Linked DNA regions of Sus scrofa: regions 1, 3 and 4 are each linked to region 2. Evidence: chromatin contacts called from public HiChIP or PLAC-seq and promoter capture Hi-C data. All regions are on one chromosome and are shown on one strand. Each heading gives the region's core, a stretch centred on a gene start, on an enhancer-like site or on the middle of the called end of the contact. The rest is flanking DNA. Distances are from core to core; before and after follow the strand shown.

The links. Promoter capture Hi-C pulls out the DNA fragments that hold promoters and counts their contacts. HiChIP or PLAC-seq counts read pairs in DNA pulled down with a chosen protein or histone mark.
Region 1: a promoter capture Hi-C map of liver shows a contact between it and region 2, with 5 times the contacts expected there. The contact joins the promoter of EVA1B here to the promoter of ZC3H12A in region 2. A contact is called at or near these places in 1 of 5 promoter capture datasets (liver) and 1 of 2 datasets of contacts at active chromatin or transcription factors (alveolar macrophages).
Region 3: an H3K27ac HiChIP or PLAC-seq map of alveolar macrophages shows a contact between it and region 2. The contact joins the promoter of MAP7D1 here to the promoter of ZC3H12A in region 2. A contact is called at or near these places in 1 of 5 promoter capture datasets (liver), 1 of 47 Hi-C or Micro-C datasets (embryonic fibroblasts) and 1 of 2 datasets of contacts at active chromatin or transcription factors (alveolar macrophages).
Region 4: a promoter capture Hi-C map of liver shows a contact between it and region 2, with 7 times the contacts expected there. The contact joins the promoter of STK40 here to the promoter of ZC3H12A in region 2. A contact is called at or near these places in 1 of 5 promoter capture datasets (liver) and 1 of 2 datasets of contacts at active chromatin or transcription factors (alveolar macrophages).

What each region holds. Positions count from the first base shown.
Region 1 is chr6:92,430,718-92,433,417 of Sscrofa11.1, forward strand. It overlaps EVA1B (protein eva-1 homolog B), which reads right to left and starts at 1,447. Exons shown (of 3, transcript XM_021095937.1): 1 at 1,277-1,447; 2 at 766-863; 3 at 1-471. The coding sequence starts at 832. The coding sequence ends at 35. LOC106508711 (a long non-coding RNA gene) reads left to right here and starts at 1,951. Exons shown (of 3, transcript XR_001305726.2): 1 at 1,951-2,700.
Region 2 is chr6:93,540,000-93,542,699 of Sscrofa11.1, forward strand. ZC3H12A (endoribonuclease ZC3H12A) reads left to right here and starts at 1,335. Exons shown (of 6, transcript XM_021095963.1): 1 at 1,335-1,459; 2 at 2,315-2,700. The coding sequence starts at 2,387.
Region 3 is chr6:92,296,649-92,299,348 of Sscrofa11.1, forward strand. MAP7D1 (MAP7 domain-containing protein 1) reads left to right here and starts at 1,344. Exons shown (of 18, transcript XM_021095927.1): 1 at 1,344-2,575. The coding sequence starts at 2,530.
Region 4 is chr6:92,482,936-92,485,635 of Sscrofa11.1, forward strand. It overlaps STK40 (serine/threonine-protein kinase 40), which reads right to left and starts at 1,428. Exons shown (of 11, transcript XM_021095940.1): 1 at 991-1,428.

The sequences.
Region 1 (2,700 bases), core at 197-2,696, 1.1 Mb before region 2:
TATGCAGAGCGCCTTGCAGCGGGAGCGGGGCCAGTCAGTAATAGTGCATTCGGCTCAGGGTGCCGGTGCCCGTGGGGCTGGGCCCCAGCGTGCCGGTGCCCAGCAGATCGGGCTGTCCGGTGCGCCAGATTTCCCGCAGGATCCGTTCCCGCTCCTCCAGCCGCTGTGCCCGCTCCAGCTCCTCCGCGGATGTGAAGACGTTGACGCTCAGGGGCCCGTCGGGCTCCGCGGAGAGCTCCGGGCCAGGCAGCGTGTCGTCAGGGCCCAGCCGCGTCACCGTGTCCTCGTCGTCGTCGTCGTCGTCATCGTCCTCAGCCTCTAGGGTGCTGCTGCGAGGGTCGCGGCGAGGAGCGGGGCCTCGGGGCCGCGGGCGCGGGGCGCAGGAGATGCTGATGACTAGTAGGCACAGGGTGAGCAGCAGGCCAAAGCAGACGCCCAGCACGAAGTAGAGGCCAAAGCTCTCAGGGTTGGCTAGGGGTCAGAGTACAGAAGTCATGGAGGGGCCCTGGAGAGTGGGAGTCATCCCATCTGGAAAGACTCCAGGTTCTAAGTTTGGGAGCAAGGACAGAATCCCCTATTTGGAGGACCTTAGGTAGCCGCCATCGGGCAGTAGGGGGGTGGGGTGGGGAGTGAGGATGGGGGAGGTGCGGCGTAGGTGACTGGCTAAGGGGGGGTTCTAAAGAGAGGGGAGGGAGGAGGGGAGGGGTTGGGTGAACTGGGGCCGAAGGAGGCAGGGAGGGACCCTGTCCCGGGGCCTGCCCTCACCGCGGATGTGCGCGTAGGCCGCCAGGCTGTTGCTGAGCAACTCCATGTCCCTTCGGGGGGCATCCATGCTGCTTTGGGAGCGCGGCTCCCCTGTCAGCCTGCGAGGTCGGCAAGGTCAGATCCTTCTCCCCCTCTAGAGCCGACCCCGACCCCGCTTCCTCCTCGGGGCAGCTCCGCTCCCTGGAAGGGCAGCCCCAGCCGGTTAGCTTCCACCCTGGAGAAAGCGGCTTCCTAACTCCGTTGCAGACCTGGGCCCTGGCTGGGGGGATCCTTCCTCCGGGCGTGCGCGCCCCAACACGCTGCTTGTCGAGGGAGTGGGCCGCAGGAGGCTCCGTCCCAGGTGGGATCCCCAAACGAGGCCCGCTTTCGCAGTCCAGGAAGCAGGATGCAGGAGACAGACGCGGGAGCCTTCCCCGCTCCCTGGGCGGGCTCCACGGAGCGAAGTCGCCTCCCTCTCCCACCAAGCCCGCCCCGCGGAGATCCCCCAGCCCGGAGGCCCGGGCTCACTCACCGTCAGCGCCGCCCCGCTGCCCGGCCCCGGCGCGTCCGGAGGCCGCAGACACCCGGGGCCCGGCCGCTCCCGCCCCGTCCGGTCCCGTCCGCCCGGCTCAGCTCCCAGGCCGCGGCAGCGCGGGCCGGACACGGGCCAATGGACCAGCCGGCGGAAAGTTTCCTCCGAGGAAAGAGGAGGGACAGGGCGGGGCGGGGCAGGGGGAGGCGGGGAGGAAAAGGGCTGGGAGAGGAAGGGGAGAGGAGGGTGACTGGGGGGGGGGTGCGGCGGCGAGGCCTGAGGGGCCGTCTGCTTCCCCCACAGGAAACCGCTGGGGAGGCCGGTTGCAGGGGCCCGCCCCCAGGCTACTAATAACAACAATAATATTAATGGGCATGGAGTTTTGCCTAGGTGCCAGGCAGTGGGCTAAACCCTTTACTATATATACATATAGTGTGTGTGTGTATATATGTGTGTGTGTATATATAGAGTCTTTTTAGGGGTGAACGTGCAGCATATGGAAGTTCCCAGACTAGGAGTGGAATCAGAGCTGCAGCTGCCAGCCTGCAACACAGCCACAGCGCTGAGGGATCCCAGCAGCATCTGAAACCTACACCACATCTCACTGCAACGCTGGATTCTTAACCCACTGAGCGAGGCCATGGATCAAATCCGCATCAAGGATACTAGCTGGGTTCCTTACCGCTGAACTACAAGGGGAACTCCTACAATATATATATATATTTTTTCACTTAATCCTTATAACAACCCTATAATATAGGGACCATTATTCCCACTTGGCAGATGAGACAATTGAGTCATGGAGAGACTGAATAACTTTCCCTAACTGGTCAGGATTTAAACCCACTGTTCTCTGACCCTGGGCTCTTAACCCCTTCCCTCAGGAGGCCTCCTGACCCAGGGAAGATTGCCCCTTTCTGCAGCTCAGGTGCCAGCCCTCCCCGCTGAGGCTCAGACACAGCCCAGGGCCAGGCTCTCATCCCCTCCTCCCAGAGCCCCGGTGGTGAGTGTGTCCAGCTGGCCCAGCTCTGGTCACGCAGGGTTAATGAATGTTGGACTCTGGCTTCAAGCCAGGTCCAGGCCAGCCTTGCAGAACCCAGCTCGGGGCCCCTGCTGGCCCCTGTGCTCTTCTGCACCAGATCGAGGGGCAGAGGTATGTTTGGCTCCTGGTTAAACCTGCTTGTGCACGTGCACATTTCCACCTGGGCTCAGGGCTTGTGCCTGCAATGTCTGTGTGATCAGCGTGCAGCCCGGGTCTTCTTCCTGCCGAGACTCCCAGGCCCCCCCTTTTGGGCCCCCCTTCCTGTGCTGGGCTGGGGTGAGGGGGAGGCCTTCTTGGCGGGAGTCTTAGAGAGGAGGAGGGAAGGAAGGGGGAGAGGAAATTGCAGACATAGCTGAAGGCACAGCCTGAGGCCTGTGGGCCA
Region 2 (2,700 bases), core at 85-2,584:
GCAATCACAATCCAGCACGTAGGGACACAGGCAGGGTGCTGTGGGAGCACTAAGGAGGAAGCAACTCAGCACCAAAGGAGTCTGGGCAGGCCTCACAGAGGAGGTGACATCATCCAAAAGAGGAACAGAATTGGCCAGGCAGCTGTAGCCAGGGAAGAAGGGGAGAGCACTCCTGGGCCGAGGAGGAGAGATGCAAAGGCACGGAAGTGTCTGCAAGGCGTTGGCACCGTGCCTGCCGCCCAGTGAGTCCTCCATAAATGCGAGGCATTATCGCTGTGGTTGACTATCATCATTATGCTGATTAATCTGGACTCATTTAATATTCTTACTATCTTAAAGGGAGTTACTACACATGAGCACATGTCTAAATATACAGCACTTTTCACTGAACTTTTCTCAACTCTAAAAGTGGCCCTTGTGTGAAGATTAAGGCTACCGGCACACACAGTGCTCAGCAGGAGTGGTGGGGAGCACAGAGAGGAGCCCAGCCCTGGATGTGATCTGGGGGAAGGCTTGTTTTCTCTCTCTCCTGGAGGCCAGCTCCTGGGGTTGCTGTGCCTGGGGGGCACTGACGTGGAGATCCTTCGGGGTCTTTAAAGATGACCAGGCAACAAAGCAGGGAGTTAGCTAGGTGGGGTCACTGGTGATTTCAAAAGTGACATAGGTGGCACCTGGTGCCATGGAACTGGAGCTCCTGGTGCTGCTTGCAAGTCTTTCCAGCTGGGACAAGGCAGGTTGTACCTGCCTTTCTATCCCAGCAAGGTCCTTATTTCAGAAAAAAAAAAAAAAAAAATGTACTTGGCCCTGGGTGGGGCCCCACTTCTGTGTACCTGCTCCAGTCACGGTTACCTGTTGAGTCTTCCTGTCTCAATGAGAAAGGTGCCCGCCTGGGTGTACCTGTCTTTATAACCATGGCTCTGCCTCCCGTGGTGTGTGGACCAACCTTTGTGCACTTGATTCACTCGATGCACCCCAGACTGTACCTTCCGCATACTTAAGTCTGAACGACCGCAGCTATACCTGTGTTGTACTGCCGTACTCTCGGTCAGCCCGCGCCAGACTCGGATCGCTTACCTGGTCCAACCTGGGCTTACCTTATGCCTGTTGGCCGTACACTCCTGCCCTGCAGATCGCGCCGCCCCGGGGGCGCCTCGAGGCTCAAATAAGGGGCTGCGAACGGCGACCGCTGACCACATTCCTGGCCGGGCAGAGCGCGCTCCGGCTGCGGGGGCGGGGCCGGAGGCCAGGGCGGGGCGGGGCGGCGCAGGGGGCGGAGCAGGAAGGGGCGGTGGCCGCTCCGCCCCCTGCCGCTCGGGCCGGCTCTCGCCTCCCCTGCCCAGCTTCCGCGTCACGGTCCCGAACGCCACCTGCCCGCCCACCCGCCCGGTATAAAGGCGCCGCCGGCCTAGCCTCCGGGACTCGGCCCCATGGAGACGCCGCCCGCCGCGGCCGGCGCACGGTGGGGTGAGGCGCGCGCGCGCGCGCGCGGCGGGGGCGCGGACCTCGGGGCGGGCGGAGGGGGGGTGGGGTGGGCGCAGGCTGGGACTGACCGGAGCCGGAGGGACGTGGGGCCTGTCCCCTCCGGCCTCGCCGGTCCTCGGGACCGCTTCCAACTTAGCCCAAGTTGGGGGATCCTGGGAGTAGGAAGACCGAAGTCTGGAGGGGGAGCCGAGCGAGAGGCTCTGGGCCGGGACAGCCTCCGCGTCACCGAGCCCGGAGGCCAACCAGAGTTTCCCGGCAACTTTTCTCGCTGGTGGTGGGTCGCCCCGGAAACTTCCCCTCCCCCGGTCCGGGCGTCTGGCCACTGGCCCTCCGCCTCCTGAGCCTGGGTTCCAAGCACGCGGCAGACGGACTGGAGAAGACGATGGTTGATGGTTTCGACGGGGAACCCCCGCCCCCCTTCTAGCGCACTTGCAACCCAGCGGGTTTCCATCTGAAAACCCCGCCCCGCGGCTGTGGGGGCGCGGCGAGGCCCTCGAAGGCCACCCGCGACTTCTGGGTCCCTGAGTTTGTCGAGGAGGGGGAGGGCTGAGGGTAGAGGGGGAGGAGTAATCAGACTGCCTAAGTTCAAATCCTTGCCCCACCCGCTAACAGCTGGATGACCTTGAGCAAGTTCTTACTGTCTGTGGCTCAGTTTCATCCTTTATGTAATGGGACTTGAGGATCCCTCCCTGGGAGGGCTTTTGGAGGAATAACAGAGGTAACACCCCCAAATGGCTTTTCATACTGCCCCTAGTGTGGCCTCATCCTCTTGGATGGGGTGGGAGTTGGAGAGAATCATTCCCCGTCCCTAACTTTTGTGCTTGTCCTCCAGGAGCTGTGACAAGTGCCTTTCACCAGTCTGAGCTGTGAGTGGCCAGTGGAAAGAGGCCCACCCGGCCCCACCATGAATCTGTGGGAACTTGAAGACCACAAAAGCTGCCGAGAGACCCCAAGGCCGGCCCAGGAGCCCACTGCCGAGGAGGTGATGACCACGGAGCTACAGATGAAGGTTGACTTCTTCCGGAAGCTGGGCTACTCCTCTGCCGAGATCCACAGTGTCCTGCAGAAGCTGGGGGTCCAGGCAGACACCAACACAGTGCTGGGCGAGCTGGTGAAGCATGGGTCAGCGGCCGAGCGGGAGTGCCAGGTGTCACCGGACCCCTGCCCTCAGCTGCCTCTGGTCCCCCGTGGTGGGGGCACCCCCAAGGCTCCCACCGT
Region 3 (2,700 bases), core at 94-2,593, 1.2 Mb before region 2:
TTGTTCTGGGGGTGGTCCCGTGCCTTGCAGAATGTTAACAACCCTGGTGACTAAGTACTAGATACCAGTAACACCCCTAGTTACGACAACCACAAATGCCTCTAAATATTGCCAAATGTCCCTGGGGAGCAAAACTGCCTCTAGTTAAGAACCACTGAGTAGGCTAATACCCTACACTGTCTCTTTGCGGGAGCTCCTCAAAGTCAATCCCCCACCATTAGACACAATGGAGGATTTCCAGTTCTAAAGCCAATCCTTCCCCTTCCGAAGAACCTTCAGCAGCTCCCCAAGACCTCCACTGTATAGATCATGATGCCAATTGGCATTCAAATCCTCCTACATAGGCCATCCCTGGCCTATCCTTTCATTTTCAGCCATCCTTCCCCCCTCCGCTGCCCTGGAGCTCTAGCTAATGAGGGTACCTCACTATTCTCACCTATATATGTCTTTGTCCCTGCAACAGTCTCAAGATTGTGTATGGGGGTGAGGGAGAACCATCCCGGAAGGCCCTTCCCCTGTTGGATTCTGTTCCTGAATTCTGAGTCTAGTCACTGCCTGGGTCGGGGTGGGCAGGTTCAGCTCTGGAAGATGCAGGCCCTGAGGCCTCTGACCTCCCAAAGGTCAGTCCTGGGCTCCCTCATCCACAGGGTGACCTCACAAAGGACAGTCCTGGGCTCCATCATCCCCCTGGGGATCTTTATTGTCAGATAGGATGGCTGGCAATAAAGATGGGGGATCTGCTTCTCATCTTAATGCACTTGTATTTTTGAAGCTCATCATCATCACCACCCTTATTTATTCCTATACGCCAGGCTCAGTACTAAGCACTTCATCTGCGTTGCCTTAATCACCTTTACATCGACCCCATGTTCCCTCAATATAATTATCTTCCTGATTTTATGTGAGCAAACTGGGTTTCAGAAAAGTTAAGACAGTAGCTTAAGATGACCAGCTCTAGTTGCAGGCTTTCTATCATTATCCTTTGCTAATGTTTTCGGACTGGGGAAGGTAGTATTTTCCCTCCAGGGCCCTCCCAAGAAGGGTCGGGCCCCCAACTACTCATTCCTCCCAGGACAGTCAGCTCCCAGGTGGCCTGAGACTCAGACTCTTTTGTTCCCAACCCTCCGCCTTGAAATGGCTGCTCTCTGGAGCTGCTCAAAGGAGGCACTGGCGGGAAAGGGGAGGGGGACAGAGGACAGCATATCGCTGGGCCTAATCTTTGGGCAACGGAGAACCAGACAACTGACCTTCTGGAGGTCAGGACAAAGGGCAGGGATGGGGTGGCCAGGGCCCAGCTGCGCCTCCTCCTTCCTCCCCTCTGTCAATCCCTGCAGCACCATCATCGATCCACCTTCCCAGCAAGCTCCCAGCTCTCTGCTCAAGCTGGGCCTGACTCGGCTTGAGGCCCCACCTCAGCTGGCACTAGCAAGGGGATTGGGGGATCGATTCCCCAGGCCTGGGAAATAGGACTACTTTGGGGGAGGGGAGTCAGAAGGGACTTATTGCCTCCTTCCACAGGACACAGGGGAGAAAAATCCTTTCGGAGAACCTGGAGGGGTCCTCTGATGGGGCTGGGGGTGGTTCAGAGCCTGGACCACCCAGTTTGGAGCCGGGAGAGACCCAGAAGATTAGAGACTTGGGTAAAGCAGTGGTGCAGGTCTGTAATTACCCCAGAGGAGCAGGGAAGACACCAACTGTGGGATGATGGAGGAAGGGCAGGCGTAAAGGTTCCCGGGCCTCTCCCCACCCCAGCCATCACCGGGGGAGAGAAAGCATAGCCCTTTTAGGGAGCTTCTTGTGACCCTCCTTCAGGTCTCCCCACGTTCCCAGGTGAATTTATTGGAGGTGGGCTTGGGAGAGAATGTAGACTGGAAGCTGCCGCTGAGATCCCCAGAACCGGAGCTCCCAGGCTCCAGGGTGGGATTGGGGGTTCCCATCCCGGCTCCCCCCTACTCCCCTCAGTCCCAGCGGCGGGTGAGTCACCAAAGCGCTCCCTACATAGTCGGCTCACGCTGCGGCGCATACCAACGCGCGGCCGCGGGGGAGGCAGCTGGACGGGCGTTCTCCGGGTGTCGTGGCGTCCCCTCCACCGCAGCCCGCATTAGAGGCGTCCCCAGGCTCGAGGTCCCGCGCCCCAGGACGGGGGCGGGGCGCGCGCGCGGCCGCTCAGTGCTCCGGCGCTGCGGGGGCGGCTCTCCCCGCGTCGCACTTGGTACGCGCCGGCGGGGAGGCCAGGCCCAGCCCGGGCGGTACAATAGGGTTGGGCCGCGGCCGGGACTGGGCCGGCGACTGGCAAGGAGCAGAATCGCGGCCGGAGCCGGCAGACACTGGGCGGCCGGCGAGTCCGAGCCCGCAGGCCACCAGCCGAGTCAGCCTCGACCTTCTCCGGAGCTCCCTCCACCTCCGAATCGTTGCCCGCCGGGCCGGGCCGGGCGTGATGCGCCGCGGGACCCCTATCTTGGCCGCCGGCCGCCGCCGCCGTCGCCGCTGAGACCCCCGAGATACCCCCCCAGCCGTAACGCCGCAGCCATGGAGAGCGGCTCGCGTTCGGAGCCGGGTGCCGGCGCACCCCCAGGTATGCCAGAGGATAGATGGGAGAGGGGCATCTAGGGGCCTCGGGAAGGCCGAGGATGAGGCCGGCCCGCTCAGCGGGGACCCCTCCCTCGCCGCGCCCTCTGACCACTTGGAAGTTTAAAAATA
Region 4 (2,700 bases), core at 178-2,677, 1.1 Mb before region 2:
GGGCCTGATAAGGCATGGCAGGTGAAACAGTGACCATAGCAGCAGGCTCTCTCCTTGGAAAAGGCTAACCAAACGTAGCACCGGCAAGCACAGGTAGCTCAGACTCGCACCTGTATGCCGCCCGGAATTCGAAAATTCCCCAATAGCGATGGTGCCCGTGCCAGCGGGTTAGGGTTCCTGGAGGAAGCCCTGGCTGGTCCTCCCTGGGGACTCGTTCCAACTTCCAAGTCACTCTCGGGATCAGGAGGGCAGCATGGAGAGGCAGAGGGCGTCTTTTGGGAAAAATCTGGCTGGTTCAAATCCGGCACCTTCACTGACTGGCGGAGTGACTCCGGACTAGGCTGGCAGTGCCACCTCCCAGGGTTGCGGGGGGACCGAGACTCTCCACAGCCGTCCGGTACTCGGCACCCGGGAAGGGCAGACCCGGTAGAGGACCGGGTATTCGCTGTTGCCGTTTCTGTTGCAGCCGGACAGCCTCAGGCTGTCACCCTGGTCCCCGCGCCACAGCCCCCGAGGCCCGCCCCGCCAACCTGCACCCCCCCCCCGGCGCCCGACTCCCCGCTCCAGAGCCCCTCTCTCACCTTCCCCCGGTGCTCAGCGCTACTCGCCCATAGTCCGTAGCCCGGAGCCGGGGCTGCTCGGCGCTCCGTCCCGGGGGGCCGGGGCCGGGCCGGGGGCGTGGGAGCCGCTCACCGTCGCCTCTCAGCACAGCAGCCCCATCCGCCACCACCGCCGCCGCCTCCCTCCATGGCTGCGGCGCCGCCACCTGACAACGGAAGTGACGCACCGCCCCCTCCTCCCGGGCCGAGCCACAGCCCCGCCCCTCGCTGGTGTCTACCGCCCAAGGCGCAGGGATTGGGCGCCATCTTGACGATGGGCGGAAGCCTTCAGGCAAGAGGCCAGAATCCGACGGAGGATTGGTTAAGGGCGGGGCCCTGGCCGAAACCTGGGGAACGATTGGAGGCCTAGACTCTAAGGGGCGGTACTTACCGCTTATCTATGTCAGCTGTGAGCCAGGCCAGGAGGCACCGCTCCCGCCCCGACTTCACTGAGCCTCTGGTGCCCTACACTTGCCCTCCCGGGCTTGGAGACGTGTCCAGCAGTCTGAAGATCGGCCAGCTGTAGTGTATTTATCAAAAAAGTGATTCTTCCTTGACCCCCATTTCTCGGTTTCTGGAGTCCTGAGCGGAGAGCGCTGCCGTGAGGTTCAATCAATGACTGGAATTCCTGTCGCAGCCCTCACAATTCATTTCCCTCTGGGCCCCTCGGTTTTTTAGAAACCCCGCTTCAATCTGAAGATCTCTGGAGTCTTGACCAAGGAGGTTTACAGTAAAGAGTTCCTATTAGCTATTCCAGCCACCTAACCTCAGCCCCTCCTGCAGCAGTTTCGGTCCCTTTCTCCTCCTCCTCCAGCAACCACGCCCTCCATGAATCAGCTTCTTGCACCAGCAGATGAGCCCTTTAAAGGGATTGCATCAGGCTGGTGACTCACTGCGGCCCTTTGAGAGCCTGGCTTCCCTCTGCTGGTTTGCAGAAGCAGCTAAAAGGGCTCCGTCGCAGCAGCACTAGCGACCAGGGCTCTATTCCTTTGTCTCCGAGGTGTGAGCCAGGGTGTTTGCCGCGTCTGACTGTTGCGTCTGACTGTTTAACTCCGGGGGTGTCATTCTGTATCCCTGTGTGGGCACACGTGTTCAATCCTGTGTGCATTGCTGCGTTTCCCTAGGGTGTGTGGCTGGCACTTATCTGTCATTGCCTACACAGGCAGTACTAGGACGGGAGAGTTGGTGTGAGTCTGGCTACTTCCTCCTGTGTCCATCTCTTTGTCTCTGAGTGCCTGGTGCACGCTGAGCTGACAGGGCTGAATAACAATAATAAAGAGAGCTCCCACTGTGCTGTCACATACTATGTTAAGCACTTTAGAGACATCAGCCATTAAGGGTCTGTGAATAGATGGAGAAGCTTGAGCTCCAAGAGGGAAAGTAACCTGTCCAAAGACACACAGCTAATAACGGCAGGGCTGTGATTTGAACCAAGACTGGCAGATGCCGAAAAGTTTGGATTTGAGTCCTTGCTGTATCCCTTACAAGGTGAGTGACTGTGTGCAAGTTCTCTAACCTTCTCTGTCAAAGTAGAGGTAACATTTGGTGGGATCAAGTGGGTTAAGAATCTGACTGCAGTCGCTCAGGTCGCTGTGGAGGCTTGGGTTTGATCCCCAGCCTGGTGCAGTAGGTTAAACGACCCAGCAGCTGAAGCCTGGATTCATTCCCGGCCTGGGAACTTCTGTATGCTGCAGGTGAGGCCATTTAAAAAAAAAAAAAAAGAATGCTCATAGTTACTGAGCAGTGGAAGGCTGAAAGTCAAGTACAAGGAAGCCTGGCCCAGCCTGGCCCCGCAAGCTCCTCTCTCTGACAAAGGGAAAAGCCTAGGGATTCCGGAAGCCCTGACTCTGACAGGAATGAGTGTTGGGTTTTCCAGAGCTCTAATTATCAGCTAGATGAATCACTTGGAGCTGACACCACCATCCCACCCCCAAGAGGCTCTCAGCAGATTCAAAATAGAGAATTTTAACAAAGAGGAGGAAGAGAAAGAGGAGAGTAGAAGAGGTAATGAATAGAAAGGAAAGGTGCCAGTCAGAGGAAATGAAAAATTGTCACCAGGACACCAACATGAGACCTCTCTCTCTCTCTCTCTCACACACAC